2 separate regions of the Mus musculus genome follow, and region 2 is linked to region 1. The links are chromatin contacts, called in public promoter capture Hi-C maps. All regions are on one chromosome and are shown on one strand. Each heading gives the region's core, a stretch centred on a gene start, on an enhancer-like site or on the middle of the called end of the contact. The rest is flanking DNA. Distances are from core to core; before and after follow the strand shown.

Region 1 (3,402 bases), core at 619-3,118:
TTAGCACATTATAACCAAAGGCCAGCAGGAAGAGTTGACCAGGAGGGCCAGTGGCCCTGGACTTACACCTGTCAATAGTCTCACAGGTGGACTTTGAGTTGTTATTTCCAGTGAGGTCAGTGGACAATCACAGGGCTATTTCAGCAAGGCTGGAGAGGTAAGGTCCCCAAAGCTTCTAGCTGTGCCTTATTCCTTCCCCACATAGAATCGACCAGAGTTTCTTCTCAAAGAGAAAACATTTTTGTGTATATAAAAAGCATTACTTCTTTAAAGGAAATGTTTCAAATAACATTTTTTTTGAGGCAGGTAAGAGGTTGGAACTCACTTTGTAGACTCAGCTGACTTGAACCCACAGAGATCTGTCTACCCTTGCCTTCTGAGCGCTGGGATTAAAGGTTGTGTGCCACCATGACTGGCAACAACTTTTAAAGACTATTTCCTTTTTAAGTGTGTCTAGGTGTGTGTCTGCATGTGGGCGTGGGCATGTGAATACAGGCACCAGATAAGGCCAGAGGTGTTAGATCCACTGGAACTGGAGTTACAGAGGACTGAGCTGCTGGACGAGTACTGGAAACCAAACTCAGGGCCTCTAGAAGAATAGCAAGTGCTCTGGACCTAGCTTTCCAGCCTCTCAGATACCACAACTTTTTTTTTTTTTCCAGCCAGGGGGTAGTGCAGAGTTAGGTGGATATGAGTTTGAGGCTAGCCTGGTCTACAGAGTTAGTTCCAGGACAACCAAGGTCACATAGAGAACCCTATCTAGAAAAACAACAAAAAATATATTTATGTTCATGAGCTCTCTGCATGTCAGAAGATGACATCAGATCCCATATTAGATAAATTGTGAGCTGCCATGTAGTTGCTGGGAATTGAACTTAAGACCTCTGTAAGTGTTCTTAACTGTCTAGTATTTTTTTTTTTCTAGCTACAAACAACACAGCTTCTCCAATGCCAACATTTGGCATTTTTTTCTTTCTTTCTCTCAGATAAATAAACTGTAGCTGTTTTCAGACACACCAGAAGAGGGCATCCGAACTCATTACAGATGGTTGTGAGGCACCATGTGGTTGCTGGGATTTGAACTCAGGACCTTCAGAATAGCAGTCCGTGCTCTTAACCGCTGAGCCATCTCTCCAGCCCCCATTTGGCATTCTCTAAGTGTGCTACTTGCCTTGAGGGAAACAGTAGCACAGGCCTGCTTCTAGCCCCATATACATAGGAGTTACTCAAGATTGAGCAGGCTAGCCAGGCTCAAAACTTTGTCATGTTTATCAGGGGGCAAATTCTGTATCTGCTGGCTATTATTCAGGCAAGATGTAGCTTAATTACCCTGGGATGGCCCTGCAGTCAGTCCTACCTGCTCTGCTTTCTCAGCCTATTCTTTGTTCTCAATTGTGACCTCACATTGTTCCATATGAGCCCCTTCCCGGACCCTTTCCCTTCTGGACTCTTCCCTGTAATAGAGCTAGGGATATTGTGCTGACAGCAGAGATGGGTCGTGGGTATTGAGTACAACACTTATTGACCAGGGATGGATATCAGTCTAATTGAGTGGTCCCAGTTTTTCATGGCCAAACTGACTCAGTATCCTCTATCCTGTGGCGGCCACTAGATCAGGAACAGGAACAAGGGAAACCGAAGACTGGAAATTAAGCAGAACAGAAGAGCAGAGAGCCTTGGAAGTGGGAGGCAGAAGAGTTAAATGATGCTATCTTTCTTTCTATGGAGAAAAGGAGACAAGACCTGATCCTTACAGGAAGCTTGCCAGACTAGGTCTGAGTGATGAGGTGGCCTTGCCTCACCCCACCCCCAGCTGCCTTCCTCACAATGGGGCTCATTGCTGAGGTGTCAGAGGGCATCCTAGGGAGGGCGAGGCAGGGGCCTGCTTGCCAGATACCTGCAGGGCTCCGGTCCCTTCAAGCATGAACCTTACCATCTGGGCTCCAGCACTCCCACTGTGCTCTTAGTTCTCTGTGAGGCCTAGGGCCCTGGAGGACTTCTTGGGGTTCCTCCAGCAACCATCATGCAGGGTGGTGCTGGGGACCGCTCTCTTGCTCGGAGGTGGAGGCCTCATGCTGTGGGCTCACAGGAAGAAAAGGAAGGCAGCCACTGAGACTACAGAAGACAAGCCTCTGGAATCCCACCGAGCAAATGACAGCTGGATCAAATCTCACTTCAGCCGCCTATCCGAGGAGAGGTTGCCCACCTACCGCTATGTCAGCAACAATGGCCACTCACCTGAAAGCAGGCATGGGGAAGTCAATACCACCCTCCACGTGGATACCCTCACCACCAAACACGGAGAAAGGGGCGCGGCTCTGCACCGAGATTCGTTTGCCAGCAAACAGAAGATATCTGGAAGCTCAATGACCAAAGAGATGCAGAGGGAGTCAGGGAAGTCCCCGTCCATGGAGGATGACACCTGGGCTGCTGTGGCAGCTTGTACGAAGGAGATTGATGCCAAGGGGCATCGCGTGGCTAACTCCATGCTGCAGCGCTCCACAACTCACCGTCGTAAAGGCCATGCAGAATCCAGGAACATCAGCCCAGAAGAGCTGAAGGCTCTGGAGGAGGTGGAGATAAAACTGAAAGGGAATTTCCTAACTCACCATGAAACTGGAGTAGCTGGGGCCAACCAATCGCACACAGTCTATAGCCAGAGTCGCCATAGTAACCAAAGCCACCATTCCTATCCAAGCCACCAGAGCAACCAGAGTCATCCCGTTTACTCCAGCTACCAGGGTCATCATCCAAGTCACTTGAGCCCCCAGAGTTATCCAAGTTACTCAAGTCACCAGAGTCATCCGGGCCACTCCAACCACCAGGGTCATTCAGGCCTCTCAAGCCACCAGACTCATCTGGGCCACTCCAACCACCAGGGTCATCCAGGTCACTCGAGTCACCAGAGTCACCAGGGTCAGCCAGGTCACCCAAGCCACCAGAGCCATAATCTGCCCAACCGCAGAAACCCAATCTATGGCTCTTGAAACCATGTGTCCCTGCCCCCCACAGGGCTGGCTCTCATACATAGGCCTGTTTTCTCTTCTATGGGGAAACCTACGCGGTCAGGGTAAGAGACTGCCAACCAAATTCCTGCTGCTTCTGGCCCCAGCAGAGGTCATGAGGGAAGGAGGAAAGGACGCAGCTTCAACAGCCCAAAGGCCCTGATGACCCACGAGAGAAGACAGGAGGCAGATTACAGGAGCAACCACAAGCCCCACACTGACTCCACATGCCTGAATGGAGCCAATAAAGCCCTGCACACCCTCACTCTGTGTCCAGGGGCTCTGTAGTCAACTGACATCTGGGCAGGGTTGGAAGAGAGGGTATGTCCCCAGCAGTGCTGCAAGTGGGCCTTGTCTGGGGCCCTTTCCATTGCATCAGACTTAGCATCAGAACAGC
Region 2 (3,402 bases), core at 668-3,167, 200 kb after region 1:
ATGCTGAAGGGTGACAACAATATGGAGTGGGGCTGGGGAGATGGCTTAGCAGCTAAAGTGATTGCTGTGCAACAGCGAGGAGGGTTCAAATCTCCAAGGTCTATGTAAAAAAGTCAGATATGGCATGCCTGGAACCTAGTGCTCATATGGTGAGATAAGCCAGCTAGCCTGGACTATGCAGAGGCAAACAAAAGACCCTATGGAAGGTATAGATTGACAATGACATTTAAGGTTGTCCTCTGATCACCTGCCCACGGGCTCTGTGGCATCCACACAGTGGCACTCAGAGCATAAATCCACCTCCCCCCACACACACATGAGAGAGAGAGGCAGACAGACAGACAGGAAGACACAAGAGAGATACAGAGAGACAGATAAAGAGACAGATTTTAAAAAATAAAAAATGTAACTCACAGCAATTGTCAGGATTTCAAAATATATGTGCAGTGTAGAACTGTCTGGCACACATTAAGTGATCCATAAATGTTTGGTATTAAAAATAGAAAGTTCTGCTGAAAAAAAAGCTATTAATATGTCTTTGGGGTAACAAACCATCCTAAAATAGTAGGGTTACCATGGAATTTTAAAAGACATGATAATGATATTGTGATTACAGAGAAGAATGTTATTTTGCTTTTTGAGACAAGGTCTCACGTCTCTCCACCCACCTCAGCCTCAGGAGCGCCGAGATTAAAGGTGTGCACCATCACACCTGCCTCAGGAAAATGTTCTTATTCTGAGGGGATGAGTGCTGAAGTATTTAAGGATAAAACTGTGGAATCTATCGCTTTCTGATAATCTAGTGAAATTATATACGTCTCCTTGATCCAGTTTCCGTCAGCAAAGCCAACAAATCAAAATCAAATGTAAAAATACTATTGCTGACTGAGTTAGTTAGACTGTTCTGGCAAATGTCTTTTCCCCAACTTCTCCTGTATGTTTGGAAATTTTAAATGGGAAATTTGGTAGAAGAAGAAAGGACCCTAGCTATAGGCTAATGAAGAAGGGCAACAAGTATATCCTGCAGAAAGAGGACCGTAAACTCAGGGAGTGAGACAGCTAATCAAGGTAGGAAATCGGGAGAAGTCTGACCTGGAGTCAGGTCTTCTGGCTGCCTGTTGTGGCACCTACTCCAGTTTTATGTCATGGCCGACGCTGCTGACCTGTGGGCAGCCAGGCTGTAGAAGAAGTACCCAGCTCCCCTCAGACACAGATCTGGGGTTATTGTGGATGTGTTCAAAGACACCTGTGTTGGGGTTTCCTTTCTGCTTATTAAGTAGATAAACCATTTGATTGGAAGGCCTAATGCCAAATTACCACCTTGGAGAGTGGGCATACCGGTTTGGCATGTGGTTTTTGATTAGTGGTGGTAATTGGGTATTGTGGGAGTGTGTATAAACTCTGGGATGGCTGTAGGGAGACAGAAGTGTAAGGGGTGGGACCTGGACTAGGAGGATCATAAAGAAAGACTGGCTTCCATAAAAGAAAGGGCCCTAGGGAAAACCTGGGGATGAAATGTGCGTATGTGTTTTAAGAAAATGCTCTCTTATATCTGCAGCATTTTCCCCTAGCTAATGGGATTTTACCCATTTAAGGAAGCAGAAAGGAGAAAAGAGGGAAGGGAATGTTCCCATAAGGCTGGGTAGTGCTTGGGGCAGGACGGGAAGGTTAGAGTGAGAATTTGAAGGTGTTTGGAAAGGTAAGAGGCTGGCGGCCTGTGGATGGTGGGGCCTTCCGTATTGCAGGCCGGGTGCCTTGCAGCAGAGCCCATCTTCTTTCTTCAGCTTCTGGAAGTCCCCGGAGGCGGTGGAAGCTAGCGCAACGCTCTAGGCACTCCTGCTGGGGGGGAGGGCAGGCAGGAGAGGCGGGGCGCTGGGCGGGGCGGGACGGGGTGGGGCGGGAGCGGAGCCGGTGGCCGCGGGCGGGGCTCCTCTCCGGCGGGTGCCGGAGTCTGGGGGCCGCGGCTTCCCCCTCCCCGCCCGCCGAGGCGCTGGCCCCTCCTTCCCCCGCCGCCCCCGTGCCCGCCGCTGCTGCCACTGTCAAAGATAAAACCGGGCCATTGCCTGCAGGAACCCTGGCAGCAGGCGATCGGGTGGTGAGGAGCCTCCGGCGCGGCCTCGCCTCCCCGGTCCGGCTCCCGCGTCAGCACCGTGGACAGCACGGACCACCTTTCAGGGACCCTCCGGTCGGCAGGAGCGCGCTTCAGGTTTCGGCGATCTCATCAGTACCGCGGACAGCGCCCAGGCCCTCGCTGGCCTCGGCCAGCCCACCGGCTCTTCCTATCAGCACCGCGGACAGCCCCCCTGAACCAGCCCAGCGACAGCCAAGGACTGGTCAGAACGCCCTGAAGATGGCCACTGAGGTAGGGCCCAACACCTTAACCCGCAGGCAATGCCTCAGGGAATGATTCCCCACTAGGGGCAGACTGGGCACGAGGAGAAGACGGGGGTGGATGGGGGTAGAGGGTGGTTCCCTGGGTTCATGGTGGGAGGTGTGGAGTGGCATGGCATATAAGCAGAGCTTTGCTGAGGGGTCCCTTCACCTTTGACATGTCAATCTTGCCCATGCCACTCTGAGCCCTGGGAATCTACTTGTTACCAATAGCACCAAGTCCCAGCTGGTCTGGGGTTTCCCCTTCTCCTGAACACAGGGTTCTGACTCCCTAGAGGTTTGGAGATCCCTGCACACCTGTGTAAGGGGAGGGAAGGTGGCCTACTGCTGTTGTTGCTATGCGGTGCAGTATCCTGCTTCTAACCCAAATGCTTGTCTAGGGAAGACACACCTTCCCTCACATCCACATTTCCTTAGGAGGAGAACGTGGAAAAAGACATGCTCAGGCCCAGAACCCAAAGGGTTGGTTTTAATGAACCTCCTGCACCAGCCCCCACTTTTGAGAATTTCTTTCCTTCTCCATTTGAGCTGCTGTTCTCAGTGTATCCACATTTGCCTGTGAGGGGGAAGCGACTGTGTGCTTCACAGTGTGTCTATAGACCAAGGGACCTGTTAGCTAAGGACAAAATCTTGGCATAATGTGTAAGAAGTCGGGACTTGTGTCTCTACCCCCAGAGGTTACTCCTCCCCGGGGAGAGCTCTTTACGCATGGTGAAGCTGACATACGGAAGAAAGGATTGGCTCGGTACCCACACAGCATGCCAACAGCAGAGCTGAAAGTTTCTTTGAATTTTTAGAGTGTTGCAGCACACTGGGTCTCCCCAGCTCGGCTGCTGCCGGCTTTTGTGGTGACTCCCCATTTCCAGCCTAGCTGGACCACTGCCAAGGAGGAGAGCAAAGGCCTGTGAGTGATTCTGTGCGGTGCCTCTGGGATTCCGGCGAGTGGCATGACATCAGTACCAAGTGCTACTGCCATCATTCCATTGGATCTCCTGATGTTGCTTGGCATTG

Evidence for each region. Capture Hi-C pulls out chosen DNA fragments and counts their contacts.
Region 2: a promoter capture Hi-C map of liver shows a contact between it and region 1. The contact joins the promoter of Golga7b here to the promoter of 4933411K16Rik in region 1. A contact is called at or near these places in 1 of 39 promoter capture datasets (stem cell-derived epiblast-like cells), 3 of 484 Hi-C or Micro-C datasets (embryonic fibroblasts and embryonic stem cells), 1 of 115 datasets of contacts at active chromatin or transcription factors (pancreatic cancer cells) and 2 of 9 other capture datasets (liver and pancreatic islet).

Annotation. Positions count from the first base shown.
Region 1 is chr19:42,050,360-42,053,761 of GRCm38.p6, forward strand. 4933411K16Rik (RIKEN cDNA 4933411K16 gene) reads left to right here and starts at 1,869. Exons shown (of 1, transcript NM_025752.2): 1 at 1,869-3,269. The coding sequence starts at 2,073. The coding sequence ends at 2,987. The region is part of intron 1 of Hoga1 (4-hydroxy-2-oxoglutarate aldolase 1); the gene reads left to right.
Region 2 is chr19:42,253,822-42,257,223 of GRCm38.p6, forward strand. It overlaps Golga7b (golgi autoantigen, golgin subfamily a, 7B), which reads left to right and starts at 1,918. Exons shown (of 5, transcript NM_027694.2): 1 at 1,918-2,362. The coding sequence starts at 2,351.